2 separate regions of the Mus musculus genome follow, and region 1 is linked to region 2. The links are chromatin contacts, called in public promoter capture Hi-C maps. All regions are on one chromosome and are shown on one strand. Each heading gives the region's core, a stretch centred on a gene start, on an enhancer-like site or on the middle of the called end of the contact. The rest is flanking DNA. Distances are from core to core; before and after follow the strand shown. Region 1 holds the start of Dnajc28 (DnaJ heat shock protein family (Hsp40) member C28). Region 2 holds the start of Mrap (melanocortin 2 receptor accessory protein).

Evidence for each region. Promoter capture Hi-C pulls out the DNA fragments that hold promoters and counts their contacts.
Region 1: a contact with region 2 is called in a promoter capture Hi-C map of liver, with 2.2 times the contacts expected there. The contact joins the promoter of Dnajc28 here to the promoter of Mrap in region 2. A contact is called at or near these places in 2 of 39 promoter capture datasets (liver and pre-B cells).

Annotation. Positions count from the first base shown.
Region 1 is chr16:91,614,564-91,621,603 of GRCm38.p6, forward strand. It overlaps Dnajc28 (DnaJ heat shock protein family (Hsp40) member C28), which reads right to left and starts at 4,436. Exons shown (of 2, transcript NM_138664.2): 1 at 4,195-4,436; 2 at 1-2,816. The coding sequence starts at 2,791. The coding sequence ends at 1,634. It overlaps Gart (phosphoribosylglycinamide formyltransferase), which reads right to left. Exons shown (of 22, transcript NM_010256.2): 22 at 6,832-7,040. The coding sequence ends at 6,994.
Region 2 is chr16:90,731,784-90,739,586 of GRCm38.p6, forward strand. It overlaps Mrap (melanocortin 2 receptor accessory protein), which reads left to right and starts at 6,424. Exons shown (of 3, transcript NM_029844.4): 1 at 6,424-6,886. The coding sequence starts at 6,781.

The DNA of each region.
Region 1 (7,040 bases), core at 3,186-5,685, 880 kb after region 2:
GTCAAAGCAGAAAGGGCCCAACTTTCTTTTGAGGATGTTGGCTTCTTTGATGTTTTGACCACTGCAGACTTTACACAATGACTCGGCCCCATGTCCGTGTCAGGAGCTGTTCTGAAACCCATCTCCACTCTGCTCTGGAAATAGGTCAGCTCCTTTCTGCACACTTTGGCTTCCTTCTGGGGACCCGATTCTGTGCCCAAAGCAATTAGCCAAGCCTGAGAGCCCCGGGTTTTCTGAAAGGAGACTCACCGAAGATGCCAAGGAACATATTTCAGATACCTCATCTTAGACAAACTGCCAAAGGGTCTCTTTGTTGTGTTCCAAAGAGGGATAAGTTGGGGGTTAACATTGTTGAACCATCTCTGGGGAGTCTGCTCTAGGACACCATGGCACTTAAGCAAGGTTTATGGGAACCTACAATATAGCTGGTGACCAGAGAAGAAACTACTAACTAGTGAACTTTTACCTTTGTATAGCTGGTGACCAGAGAAGAAACTACTAACTAGTGAACTTTTACCTTTGTATAGCTGGTGACCAGAGAAGAAACTACTAACTAGTGAACTTTTACCTTTGTATAGCTGGTGACCAGAGAAGAAACTGCTAGTGAACTTTTACCTTTGTATTGTTCTTAAGGATTTTTGCCCCCTCCAAAAGTTACAAAAATATAATCAACTTTAACATTTTCAGAACTTCTAAATCAATCAGTTTAACTGACTTCTGTGGCCAGTGGGTCACAGTTAGCCTACCTACTTGCCCTTTTCTTTGTCCAGTGCCCACAGGGAAGGCCTTTGTAAATACAGGAGCCCCAGAAGTCTATTTTTTCCTGACTTTCAGTTTTAGAGCACCTAGCAGGTGTTTGAAAAGCCTTCCCACAGTTTTAGAGCTTTAATAAGCTCTGGAATATACCAGAGGAAACCTGCAAAAACTACCTGTTGTCTGGAGATCTTTAATTTGTTACATGTGTGTGCACATGCGTATGTGTGCACATGTGTGTGTGCACACTGGATCCCTGGAGCTGGAGTTACAGGCAGTTGTGAGCCACCTGACTAGGATGCTGGTCCTCTGCAGGAGCAGCAAAGAGCAAAGACTCTCACCCTCTGGGCAGTTTCTCCAGCCCCTTTCTTTTTCATTTCCTTTCATATCTCCTTCCTTCCTTCCTTCCTTTGTTCTTTTGAGGTTTTGAATTTTCATTTGGAGACCACAGTTGGTTAAATCTCATTACAACTTCTTCAGTTCTATACCTTTTGGTTTCATTGCTGCTTAAGTCCTTATGGTTAGAAAAGTCAAACAGCGACTACCTACCTATAAGTTGCTAGTGTCTCAGAGAGCTCTGAGGTTTCTGGAAGGCCCTATGTGGGCCTCGGGTCTGTGCTTCAGTCCTAGAGGCCGATACCTGAAGTCTGGCGCCGGAGCCTGCTCCTTCAGGGGCAGGGTCTGCCTCTTACTACATCATTACAGCAGAACTCACCCAAGTTTCTCATCTACCACCGGGGTGTGATTAGTTCTGTGAAAACTACAAAGGCACACACTTCTCAGGCCCCTGGGGCACGACAGTCAATCTTAGGTTCTGCGTCTGACGTCAGAGCAACTCAAAACTGACCAGAGTGGAAAATGATCGTGAATAACAAAACAGTCATATTTTAATAGATTTCCACAGATTTAGCCAGTTTAGAAAGCCTGCCTTGACTCTGGGTGTTTTTGATTCTTCTCCCTGGCTAACGTCAGTTTGGTTTTCTTCTGTGACTTCGTTTGCTTCTACGAAGGCCCCGTACATTTCTTGGACTCTGATAATTTCTTTCTGTGCGTCAAAATGGACTTTCTGCCTGGTCAGGATGGGAACAATTAAGTTGAAATCATTAATTCGCTTGTTCAGCTTTCGTATCTTTTCTTGAAACTGCTCACACACTTGGGCCCACTGTTTCTGCTCTGTGGGTGACAGAGGGTTCCCCAGCTTCTTCCTAGACATTAAAAGCGCTTCTCGGAGTTGCTCGATGGTGTCCTTAATCTCCTTCTGCATCAGGATCCACTCTGGTTGGTATCCATTATCTATCAATATTCGGTTCAGGTTGTGAGTCATGGGATCAATATATGAGCAGCCAGAAAATTTCTTCAGCGGTTTTCCTTTCCCGCTGAGATTGTCAAAGTCTCCTTTTGCCATGGATTCCTGAATGAGGTCCTCCACCAGGCGCTCGATGGCTTGAGTTATCTTCTGTTGCTTGCTCTGCCGTACGTCCTTGACAGTTATGCTGTTGGCGAAGAACTCCCTCTGAAGCTTCTGCCTTTGGTATTCCATCACCTGCTCCGTCGCGCGATCCGCCCTGAACTGCCTGTATTGTTTCTCTCGCTGGCTGGGGGTCCCAAAGCCGACACCTTCGAAGCTTAAGTAATGTCGGTGCTGAGGTGTGTTGTATTTGAACTTTCCTTCTTCTTCATCTTCTGCTGCATCTTCAGCTTTATCCTGTCCGGCATGCATCCGTTTTATCGCATGGGACAGCACATTCCTGTAAGCCTCTTCAATCTTTATAAATGTTGCAGAGTCAGCATCACTAGAACCGCTGTCTGGGTGGTACTGCCTGGCGAGCTTGTGAAAAGACTCCCTGACGTCGTCTACAGAGCATCCTTCATCCAGATTCAGCAGCCTGTAATATTCTCTCAGCTTCTGGGATTCATGGGTTGATATCATCCTGGATCTGGGGTCTGAAAGCATTTTTATACCAGGAGGAATCAAGGAAGCGTTTGTTAGGTGCAGTCTCAAGATCCGAGTGGTCTTCATGCACACTGTGTTTATCATTGTATCTGGAATTCTTAACAGTGATCTACAAAACAGCAAAGAGCAGTTGGATACACTTGTACTATCAGTCATTTTCTTTTCATCAATAACCAGGTAAGGGTATGGGTTCCATGTCCTTAGTAAGCTTTGGTTCTTGGGGGCAAGAGAATGGGTTGAGGTGTGGTTCCCAGCACCCACATGGCAGCTAATAAATGTCTCTCACTCTGGTTCCAGGGGGTCTGACTCCTTCTGGCCCACTCAGGCATTGGACACACATGGTGCACAGCCATAGTGTAGGCAAAACACCATATGTATATAAAAAAGAAAGTCAGTTCTTTGTAACAATGTTGCTAAACAAGAATATATAAGTATCTATGACTTTTCTTGGTGCAGCTAGAAAATGACAGTGATGTTTGGCTATCACATAGTGTGACAGGAACTGAAGTCTACTGCTTGAAGACAGGGTTTCTCTCTGTGTAGCTCTGGTTGTTCTGGACTCACTTTGGAGACCAGGCTGGCTTCAAACATAGAGAGATCCACCTGCCCCTGCCTTCCATGTTCTGGGATTAAAGACATGCATACCTCCGCCCGGATCCAATGCACAGAATTTTAGATCTAGAAAGTTGTTAAAACTCATCTAACCTAATTTTCTCATTTTATAAGAAAACGGGTCCAGAAGGTTAAGCAACTCTTAAGGTTAACCAAAGAACTTACATTACCAGGTACTGCAAATGGTTAGGTTTGGGGCACAGTAAAGCTTAACTGCTTTTTGCTTGTTTGTTTTTGAGATAGGGTCTCTCTACATAGCCCTGGCTGTCCTGGGACTCATTATGTAGACCAGGCTGGACTTGAACTCACAGAGGTCAGCCTGCCTCTGTCTCCTGAGTGCTGGGACTAAAGGAGAGCATCCAAGCCCCACACTTGGCTTAGCTATACTCAGCAAATTACACATTTCCCTGAGCACAATTTGTGTTGTTGTTTTGTTTTGCATACAGTGTAGAATGGTCGTCACCATTTCCAAGTATCTAACTTGCTGCATATCAAACAGGGAACATACAGACCGGTACTCAGTGGGACACCAGATGGGACTGAGAATCAAGAATGCAAGCGACTTTAAGGTCTGCACCTCGCTATTTGCTAGGTGCCAGGGCAAGGAAGGGCGATAAAGGGTGAGAGAGCTTTTGCTGTATTTAAAAACGCATGGTCCTGTGGAAAAAGATACTGAACACTGACGAAAGGCAACGGAGTACTTACTGGAGGATTACTGATCCTTTGAATGTAAGGTGCGTTTTAGAAGTCATGGTAGCCCGATGTCACAATATAGGGGTCAGTGGATTTTAGAGTTGTCTGGGATGCCGGTGGTTATGCTCACCGTGGTGAGGGGTGCCTCAGAAGAGTGTCGGTCCGCTGCACCCCCTACTCACCTTCACAGACGTGATGGGGGTTCAGCGGCTCGAAGCTCAAGCTGCGCCTTTGCGCAGCACGCGTGGCCCGCTCCGTCCCTGTCTCGGCTACTGGACCCTCTGCCGCGCTACACTGCAGAGCCTTTCTTCATACCTTACTACGACAGGTAGTTTCCCTCACCAGGGACAGCGATCTCTTTCTTATAAAACCATCCCCCACGGAACAGAGGACAGACTCCCCTGGACGCTTGTTGTTGTGCCGGGGGCGATAGGCCCCGCCTCTACCCGCTTTCGAGGGCAGGGTTCGGCCGATTTGGATTGTGGGAAATGTAGTTCTCCGGCAGGTGCAGAGTAGAGGCATTAGGGCCTGGAGAGGAGTTATGGCTTGTGATAGATTTGTGACCCCAACGTGTATGTAATTTGAAGAGCACTGACCTCAGTAAATTGTTTTAAATGGAGGAAGATTAGGCCGTTTGCCTCTATGGGACACCTGCACCGTCAGTAGGCTTCTTTAAGCCTAGAAAGATGGTCTTTCCTTCAACCAAGTTTGGATTAAAGGTGTGCGCCACCACTGCCTGGCCCAGCCAAGTTTGTTTGGGTGGATGGCTCTTGTTTTTTGACACTGTCTCCCTTAGCCCAGGCTGGCCTCACACTCGCTATGTAGTAAAGAGGGATTTTGGGTTGCACATCCTCCATGCTTCCGTTTTCCAGGTGCTGGGATTACACAGTAAAATTGCTACTTGTTTATGGAATGTTGGGGATATAAAACCAAGGGCTTATGCATGCAAGGCAAGTTCTGTCAGGGCTCTGCGTATTGTACGATACCTCACCCCATTGAGCACCGCACATAGCCAGGGGTTGGAAAAGAAGGGAAAAATGTGTCTTTGGTTTTATTTTATTCTTTATTATTTTATTTTTATTAATTATTATTATTTGGTTTTTTTGAGACAGGGTTTCTCTGTGTAGCCCTGGCTGTCCTGGAACTCACTCTGTAGACCAGGCTGGCCTTGAACTCAGAAATCCACCTGCTTCTGCCTCCCAAGTGCTGGGATTCCCTGCCTCTTGTCTCTTGAATGGTTAAAGACATGTCACCGCACTCCATCCTAAAGATACAGTTTTAAAAAAATTAGCGGCACACTTTTAATCCCAGCATATAAAGGCAGAGTCAGGTGGATCTCTGTGAGTTTGAGGCCAGTCTAGTCTGAAACTCTGTAGACCAGGCTGGCCTTGAACCCACTTGCCTCTGCCTCCCAAGCGCTGAGATGAAAGGTGCGTGCCACATCTGGCTTTGAAAATCTTATTACACCGGTTATGTTTTGTATGTGTAGTTTCGTGTTTTGTATGCTGTGGTCTCTACTGGTGGAGTTGGTTGTCTGCTTCTGTCGTGTGGATCCTGGTGGTCAAGCTTGAATGAAGGTAGAGTCTTTACAGGTTGGGCTATCTCAATCTTGAATAACTAATGTGTATATAGTAGCCGCTCACACTCAATGTGTCTAAATAGTATTCTGTTGTGACCATCATGAGAGCCAAGCATTGTGGGAGTTTGGCTGTGCTGCCTGAAAAGTGTTAGCCCATCGCCCGGGCTTGCTGACTCAGCACAACCTTCATCTGGGTCCACTGCTCCCACCTGTTGTATGCAAATCTGCCTTAACTGCCAGTGGCTGGCGGAGGGGCTTGGGTATATAGGCCAGGGAAGGCAATTCAGGAGGCTGGCTAAGCTCTGTAAGGAAGCCTAGTGATGTCTGCCCAGAGTGAGCTTTGGCAGAATGGCCCTGGGTTTGGGACCCAGGGAGAACGGAGACATGGTTTCCTCTTCCCCTGGGAAGGGGTGTGGCAGCATGCCCTGCCGACTCCTCCGCCTTCTATTATCACCTCTGCTATTTTAAGGCGTATTTTGATTTCAGGCAACCAGACACATGGATTCTCCTCTGGAGACCTGGTATCAGCTACTGTAGGGCAAGGCTGGTACTTAAAAAACGGGTGGAAGATTAGCTTGAAATAAAGAGCTAGAGCATTAATGTCCTCTGTTGTTAATCTTGAGTACCGAGGTCAAACTGAACATTCTAATCTCCAGGTCATGGGGTCACCGAGACTTCTAGTAGCTGGTTTCTATGTAAGTGGCTTCCCTAACCCATGGGATTTCCTTCCCACCTGCCAACCGTCCCTTCGACCATGCAGGGCGGCAGTGTAACACTGCAGACAGTTTTTGAGACAGGGTTTCTCTGTGTAGTCCTAGCCCTGGCTGTCCTGGAACTCTATCTGTAGACCAGGCTGGCCTCAAACTCACAGAGATCCGCCTGCCTCCTATGTGCTGGGATTAAAGGTGTGCGCCACCACGTCCTGGATTGCTTAGCCTCTTCTTTTAAGGCTGCAGTTTAAGGATCTGCTGTTGTTTTGAATTTAAAGCTTAAGAGAGGTTTCAACATGGTCTCTAAGTGCCCTCAGGTGAGGAATCCCGTTGTGCCGGCTGCTTGGCAGCTCAGGGTGGCTGGCTGGCTTCCGGCCGGGTGTGGTCATCGCTTGCTTGTGAGTGTCTGGAAGCAGGAAAGCAAGGCAAGCAGGAAGCTTGGAGATCTCTCGTCTGGGTTCGTAGGTGCCCAGGATGTTGGCGGCCTAGAACTTTCCACTTCTGGATGTCTTAAATAAATGCTAGATAAGTTTTCTTTTCAATGAACCTATTTATTTAAAAAATGGCAGCGGGTAAGGATTAAAGTCTTTTTGCCAGCAGGTATTTCAGTTTGGCCATGGTCATGATGAAAAGGCACCCAGCAAGGCCCTGCCTCTCTCTCAGCACTGAGCCCACTCCTGCATCAGGACCGGTCACTGCTCCTTGGCCCAGTGGATCTTGCCATCTTCTCGCAGCTGCA
Region 2 (7,803 bases), core at 5,174-7,673:
CAGCTGGATTCTTCTAAAAGGTACCAGGAAGTTATTTTGTAGGACACCCTTGGTTTATCTTTTCCTAATGTCTTAATCAGAATTTGTAAATGTAAATGTCACTTTTATTTCCTCAGATGAAGAGATGAGATGAGAGCCATATCCACGCTCTGCAAATGGTGGCTTGGGCTGAGCCCAGGGCATTTTTTTTTTTTTTTCGAGACAGGGTTTCTCTGTATAGCCCTGGCTGTCCTGGAACTCACTTTATAGACCAGGCTGGCCTCGAACTCTCGAACTCAGAAATCCACTTGCCTCTGCCCCTCCCGAGTGCTGGGATTAAAGGCGTTGCTACCACGCCCAGCTTGCCCAGGGCCTGCCTGCCTGCCTTTCTTTCTTTCTTTCTTTTTTCTTTCTTTCTTTCTTTCTTTCTTTCTTTCTTTCTTTCTTTCTTTCTTTCTTTCTTTCTTTCTTTCTCTTTCTTTCTTTCTTTCTTTCTTTCTTTCTTCCTTTCTCTCCTTCTTCCTTCCTTCCTTTCTTTCTTTAAGATTTATTTATTTATTCATTTATTTTATAAATGTGAGTACCCTGCTGCTGTCTTCAGACACACCAGAAGAGGGCATCAGATCCCATTACAGATGGTTGTGAGCCACCATGTGGTTGCTGGGAATTGAACTCAGGACCTCTAAAAGAGCAAGCAGCCAGTGCTCTTAACCACTGAGCCATCTCTCCAGCCCCGGAGATTTCTATCTAACTATCCCTAAGCTTAGGCCTGGAAGCTGCTAGCCTCCGTACAATCAAGTCATCTGCAAACATGGACCTTGAAGGCTTCAGCTTCCAGACTCCATCTGCTAACCTGGACCTAGAATGTTTCATCCTCTGAGACTCACTGCCAAATAATCTCACTCTTTCTAGTACTTTCTGAACTCTGGCTGGCTGACTCAAATTTCTCTCCTGCCCGATTCAAATTGGCTTCTCTCAGCTTCTGACTAAATTGCTCTGCTTGGGAAAACTGCCTCTGAACTCCATGAACCGAGCTGTTTTGAACACAACCTCTCAGCTCGGAGTTGAACTGAGCTCATCTGCACGGAACTGAATTGCACTGAACTGAACTGCTCCAAACTGAACTGAATTCAGTTCTCTCTCTCTCTCTCTCTCTCTCTCTCTCTCTCTCTCTCTCTCTCTCTCTCTCTCTCTCTCACTGATGAGCCCAGGGCATTTTTTTTTTTCGAGACAGGGTTTCTCTGTATAGCCCCGGCTGTCCTGGATCTCACTTTGTAGACCAGGCTGGCCTCGAACTCAGAAATCCGCCTGCCTCTGCCTCCCGAGTGCTGGGATTAAAGGCGTGTGCCACCATGCCCGGCTCCCTCACTGCTTTTTAAGTAGCCTCTCTTTCCTGTCGGTTCTGTGAGAGTTGGGTGTGTTCTATTTCTAACTCATCCTATCAAATCTTTCTCTGATTCAACATTTCGTCTGTCCCTCAGTTAGAAGTCATTGTTTAGGATTAAAGGCGTGCACTAAAGGCCTGTCTATATTCCAGCCAGTGGGATCAAAGGTGTATACTAAGGACATGTCTGTATTCCAGCTGGATCATATCTTTGGATATGACCCCTTACCAGAGCATCCATGTTGCTGGATTAAAATCCTGTACAAGAATTACTGGGGCCATGAATTTGACAAGAGCACCACAGAGGTGATGTATCCCTCAGTGCACATATTATGTGACAGATGATGCCATCATTGCTTGTCTGTGATGTGAGGTGTGATACTTGGAGTTTTCTTGTGATTGTTTTACTCTGTGTAAACAGTATTCAAGTTAGTAATTAACAATTTGGAGATTCTTGTTAAACTAGACAAATGTTGTTTCTGTTCAAACTTTCACCTACTAGTTTGACATCCATCCATTTTTACATGCCCACCAAAGTCTTGCCATCTAATAGTTGCGATGAATCATAGGAGTGGTGGATTTTCTATTTCTCCCCATCCTATAGTTGTGTGAGGAAGAGCTACATTTGGCTAACACATTTATTTAGCCAACAATCACTAGTGGACTCACCTGTAGCCACTTTTTCTGTGGCATGCCCTTTACTGCTTGCTACCAGTATGGATTTTTATACATTTTCACATTCTAAAGTTTTATGTTACATATTTATTTTTAGTTATTTAATAATGGTTGCTTTTGAGGGCCTTGTCTGCTAATTCTAGTCTCTGGATCATTCGTTTCAGAATTGGCTTTCTTTGACTTCATTTTCTCCAGATGGCATGCCGTTCTCTTTTGAAGTCTTTTTGTAGGTAGAGTGGTCCTCTTGTTGTATGTGGTGCTTAGCTTTAAGCTCCAGCTTGCCACGAGCTCATGTCAAGCCTAGTTACTGAGGGCTCCCTGAGGTCAGGGTGTGGGCAAGCCTGTGGGGCATTGTTTTGGTTGCCTTACCTAAGGGGAGGTAGAAGACCCACCCTGAACATAGCCTAGACCATTTCATGGGCTGGGTGGGCCCTGAGCAACATAAGAGTAAAGCAGGCAGGCGGCACAGGTGGGATGCCCCCTGAGCAGAAGCAGGCAGGTGGCATGGGTGGGTTTGACTCCACTCTTAAGCATGATGTGACTTAGGGGCTCTGGGTCCTTCTGCCTTGGCTTACCCCCAGTGATAAATGGAAGCAAACTAGATAAACCCTTTCTCCCCTAAGTTGATTTAGTCAGTGTGGTGATTTGACTAGAAATGCCCCATAGATCCATGTGTTTGATTGCTTGGCCATAGGCAGTGGTACTATTCAGAGATGTGGTGCTATTTTTTTGTCATAGTGGAGGCGCGGCTTTGAGATGTGCCAGTGACACACACAGTCTACTCCTGCTGACTGCAGATCAAGATGTAGAACTCTCAGCTCCTTCCCTAGCACCATGTCTACCTGCACTCTGCCCTGTTTCATGCCATGATGATAATGGACTGAACCTCTGAAACTGTGAGCCAGCCCCAACTGAATATTGTCCTTTATAAGAGTTGCCTTGGTCATGGTGTCTCTTCACAGCAATAAAATCCCAACTAAGACAGTCAGGGTGCTCATCACAGCAACAGAAATTAAAGAGGGACATTGCAATGTAGGTGGTGTGTGGAGACAGAGGCTACCATTGTCCTTCAACTGTTGATCTTTGCCTCTTGTGAACTTTCCTTCTGATTCTCTTTCCCAGTGAAGGATCTGACCAATTTTACTTTTTAAACTGTGGAATGAAGGACTGAACATGTCAAAGTGGAGGGACAGAAAGAACTGAAACCATAAAGGGCAGAAACATGGCATTTCACCAGTTACCCCGTGCTGTACAAGACAGCACCCCAAAGTTCGTGACTTACAACAGCAGCCGTCTGGCCTGGGGAGGCGCCCCCCACTGTTAACGGATTTGCCTTGAGAACATGAGGACCCCAGAACCCATGTCAGAAAGTAACCAGAGGTGACAGACGGTTCATGCTGTTATCTCTGCCCTGGAGGTGGATACAGGCACCCTTGGGGCTCACAGGCCAGTCAGCCTAGCTCACTGGTTGAGCTCCATCCAGGTCAGTGAGAGAGAACCTCAGAAAACAAGGTGCATGGCCCTCAAGGAATGACACAAAAGTGATACTCAAGATTGTCCTCTGGCCTACACGGAGAGAGGGAGAGAAAGGGGGCATGGAGAGTGAGCGAGCGAGAGAGAGAGAGAGAGAGAGAGGGAGAGAGAGAGAGAAAGAGAGAGGAGGCACATCAACACACACACACAGAGAGAGAGAGAGAGAGAGGAGGCACATCAACACACACACCAACTTTCACTTAGCACAAATTCTCACAACTCTATGGACTGCCCATGTGAAGCAGGCTGGGAGGGGGGGAGTTGACCTCCGGGTTTAGACTGCTTCCTTCCTCACCGATCTACAGCCATCTGCATACCATGGAGGTGGCAGTGCTGTGGGGGTTCACCTCACTCTCACTGTCCAGTTTGCCCCTGGCTCCCAGGAGGCCAGCCCCTGCTGTCAGTGCTGCTGGAGAATGTGAGTCAAACTCCTGAGACCTTGGCCTGGAACTTACACAACGTCTTTGTGGGATTTGTTTGTTGTTTTCTCAATGCTGAGAACTGAACCAACCCAAGGCCTTGTAGAAGCTCTGCGAGTACTCTGCCACTGAGTCACATCCTGGGTCAATAGGACCTCTACTCAAAGCCAAAGCAAGTCACAAGGACAGCTCCTATCCAAGGGCCCCCTGTTGAAAAAAATCTAAATGCTTACCACTGTGGGAAAACGAATTACACGGTGTCCCTACAACACTAGGTAGGAACAGAACGGAGTGATCCCTTTGTATGTGCTGGCAGGGGGAGCTGGAAATCAAAGGTGTGCTGGGCTGTGTTATGTGATCAAATACATAGGTCTCAGATGGAGTTCCTGAGTCACCAACTTCATTCATCCATACCTGGGCTTATGCTAATGAGGTGATAGGTAGAGACTTGGGAGCTGTCAGAGGACCCAGTCATAGCTATTAGAGAACTGGAACTCAGCCTGGCAGTGGTGGATTTCTTGAAGTTCGAGGTCAGCCCGGTCTACAGAGTGAGTTCCAGGGCTATACAGAGAAACCCTGTCTTGAAAAACCAAAAAGGGGGAGGGGGCAAGAGAGAGAGAGAGTTGAGAGAGAGAATGAGAACTGGAACTCTTAGCCTATACCATACTTTAGTCTCTGGGGAGAGCCTTAAGGATAGATCTCACCTGGAGATTGAGACCAGTCATAGGACCTCTGTGCGCACTAGAACCCTGAGATCCTCTACAAGGAGTTTGGGGTAGCCCCCCATTGCAGGAGGGGAGGGGCTGTTGGGGGAGGAGGGGATGGACCTGGAGAAGGCCAGGAAGCTCCCTACCTCCACCTAACACCTCAAAATGAAGGGAAGCGTCCTTAGTGTAAACACCTTTGCTTCCTTGGCTTTTAGTCACAGCTGTAGCTTCTAGCCACAGCTTTGGTGGTCGCAGGGCTAAGCCACACTCTCCATGGCTTTGTTCCAGGTAACCCCTTTGACGTGTGCTAACAGTTGCCTGCGTTGTTCAGAATCTGGAGGCTGCTCTGGTCTGCCTTCAGTGAACGCTGACACACTGACCTCCCACTCCCCCCACCCCCTGCTTGTTCCTGTGCATGAGGTCAGAGAGCTGCAGATTACCAGTAAAGCATACTAACGCCACTGTGTTCTGTGAAGAGCCACAAAACTTGATGACACATACTCAGGCCACCCATAACTCTTATCCCTTCCCTCCAATCGTCTTTTATGAAAGTCTCAGAGCAGCCTGTCTCTCTGCGGTTTTAAGTGTCCCTGCCCCCTCTCCTCAGGGTCACAGAGTTGAGGCCTCTGTGCCTTTACCCTTTGCCTCACACAGACTCTGCTGTACAAAGCACTTCCAAAGGTTGGCATGCTCTGTGTTGTGCAAATCGGGCCTGGCTTGGTAGCAACAGCTTCCGTCTGACTATATGCGAGTTGTGTCCATTTAGGCTACACTAGGAATCCAGTAAGGGATTGCTCTCCCGAGTCCTGAAACTATTTCAGCACATGACTGAACCTGAGGGGAGGGGCTTGTGGGACCCTCCGCGTCCAGCCAGTACGTCAGAACTGAGGTGACAACGTAGGGTTTAGGATTAACAGCTGCCATGGGGAGAGACGTGTGATTCTGTGCGACTGCGCCCAGAACCCTAGGGCATCTGTCAACTTTGAGCAGTTTATGTCAGAAGTGAGCTCAGTTATAAGACAGTGTCTGGCCGGGCGTGGTGGCGCACGCCTTTAATCCCAGCACTCGGGAGGCAGAGGCAGGCGGATTTCTGAGTTCGAGGCCAGCCTGGTCTACAGAGTGAGTCCCAGGACTCACCAGGCAATACAGAGAAACCCTGTCTCGAAAAAACCAAAAATAAAAAATAAAAAAAAAAAAATAAGACAGTGTCTGCAGACAACAGGAACTTGCCTGGTCAACTGTTAAAAGGACCCGGGATCAGTGACGAGATAGTGCCTAACTCCAAAGGCACTATCTATCCCACGGTGCCTCGCGGATTAGCTGCTCCTACCAATAGTCTTCATAGTCTGGGTGCAGCACATAGGTCTTGTGTGAAAGACTGAACGTCAGGAGCAATAACCTAGGAGCAGGCCCCTCAGAAGCCTGGATTCCTCCTTACCCTCGGTGTCAGCTAAGAGCTGGGTCGACCCTTGTGCTCAGTCCTGTGGGCTGCTGACCAGATATACCGCGGGTTCCTGGAAGCTTGGGTAAAAGCTGGGGACACATTCAGCTAAGAGGTGCGATTGGGGGTTCTAGTTAACATGCACATCGCAGAGTACATACGGGGCCTGCCTTCGGAATCCAAGCCAGAGGTCTACTGGTTGCTTAATAGCACGGAGAACTGCCTCAGAGTAAGTCAAGGACGCTGGCAGGCTTCCCTTGCGATTGCATTAACTATTCATTTATCAGAGGCAAGAGAGGACGGTCATGTCCAGCACTGCTAGGCACTTTCTGCCGTCATCTGAGTTCTTGCCCAGTTCCTCATCCTTCCACGGAGAGGCAAGCTAGAGCCGAATGGGAAGCCGCGTCTCTAGTAGCCTTTGGAGGTTTGTCCAGGAGAGACAGGAACCAGAAGCCCTACAGGGGAACGGCCCCCTGACCTTCCAGCCATGCAGCTCTGATAAGTAGGCAGGCCCCATGCCGGGAGAGCCACAGACAAGCCGGGTGATTCTGATAGAAATTAGTTAAGCAATCTTGTCTCTGGGGCTCACGGCCCAGCTGTGGGTGCGAGCCTCTGACAGACACTGTCGTCAAAGCCACAGTCATGGCCAACGGGACCGACGCCTCTGTCCCGCTCACCAGCTATGAGTATTACCTGGACTACATAGACCTCATTCCTGTGGACGAGAAGAAGCTGAAAGCCAACAAGCGTAAGTCGGAACACAGGAAGGTGACCAGGCAGAGGCTGGGGCTGGGGCTGAGCCGGGGGTGAGGCCCTCTTGGCTTTGCCCGTCCCTTACTAACTCTGGCAGACATGCTCAGCAGGGTTAACATGGCTGGTGCTCACACAGACATAAGCGAATCAGGCATGGGACTCAAACTGTATCTGTAACTTTCAGTAGTAAACTTTCTCTGAGTTAACTTGCCATAAAATCAAGCAAAATGTTTCTTTTAAAAATTCACATCTATTTATTTAGGGGGTGGGGGTACAGCTGTGAAGGTCAGAAGACAGCGTGGGGACTTGTTCTATTTCCTCCAGCACATGAGCCCCTGGTATGGAAACTGCCCGGCTTGGGAGCCTTTCATCCGCGGAGCTCTCTCGCTAACTCAGAGTGACCTTTTAAGATGAATGCATTTGTTCACCTCTCTGTCTCTGTCTCTGTCTCTGTCTCTGTCTCTGTCTCTGTCTCTGTCTCTGTCTCTGTCTCTGTCTCGTCTCTGTCTCTGTCTCTGTCTCTCTGTCTCTCTGTCTCTCTGTCTCTCTCTCATACACCTTATTTTTATATTTATTTTATTTCTGTTTCTATTTATTTTATATTTATTAGTGTATATTAATTGAATAAAATAATGGGTTTCATTATAACATTTCCTAATGCAGATAATGTAGATAGTGTGGTTTTCTTTGTCTTTGTTTCTTTGAGAAGGGGGATCTTATTACATAGCTTTGGCTCTGCTGGTACTCACTACATAGCACAGGCTTTGCTCAAACTCACAGCAATCCTCTTGCCTCGGTAACCCAGGTGCTGGGGCCATAGGTGTGCATGACCATGGCTTTGATCCTATTCAGCCCCTATCACCCTCCCTGGTCCCTGTGTCCTTTCCCCCTGGTCCCCACTTTCCCAAATAG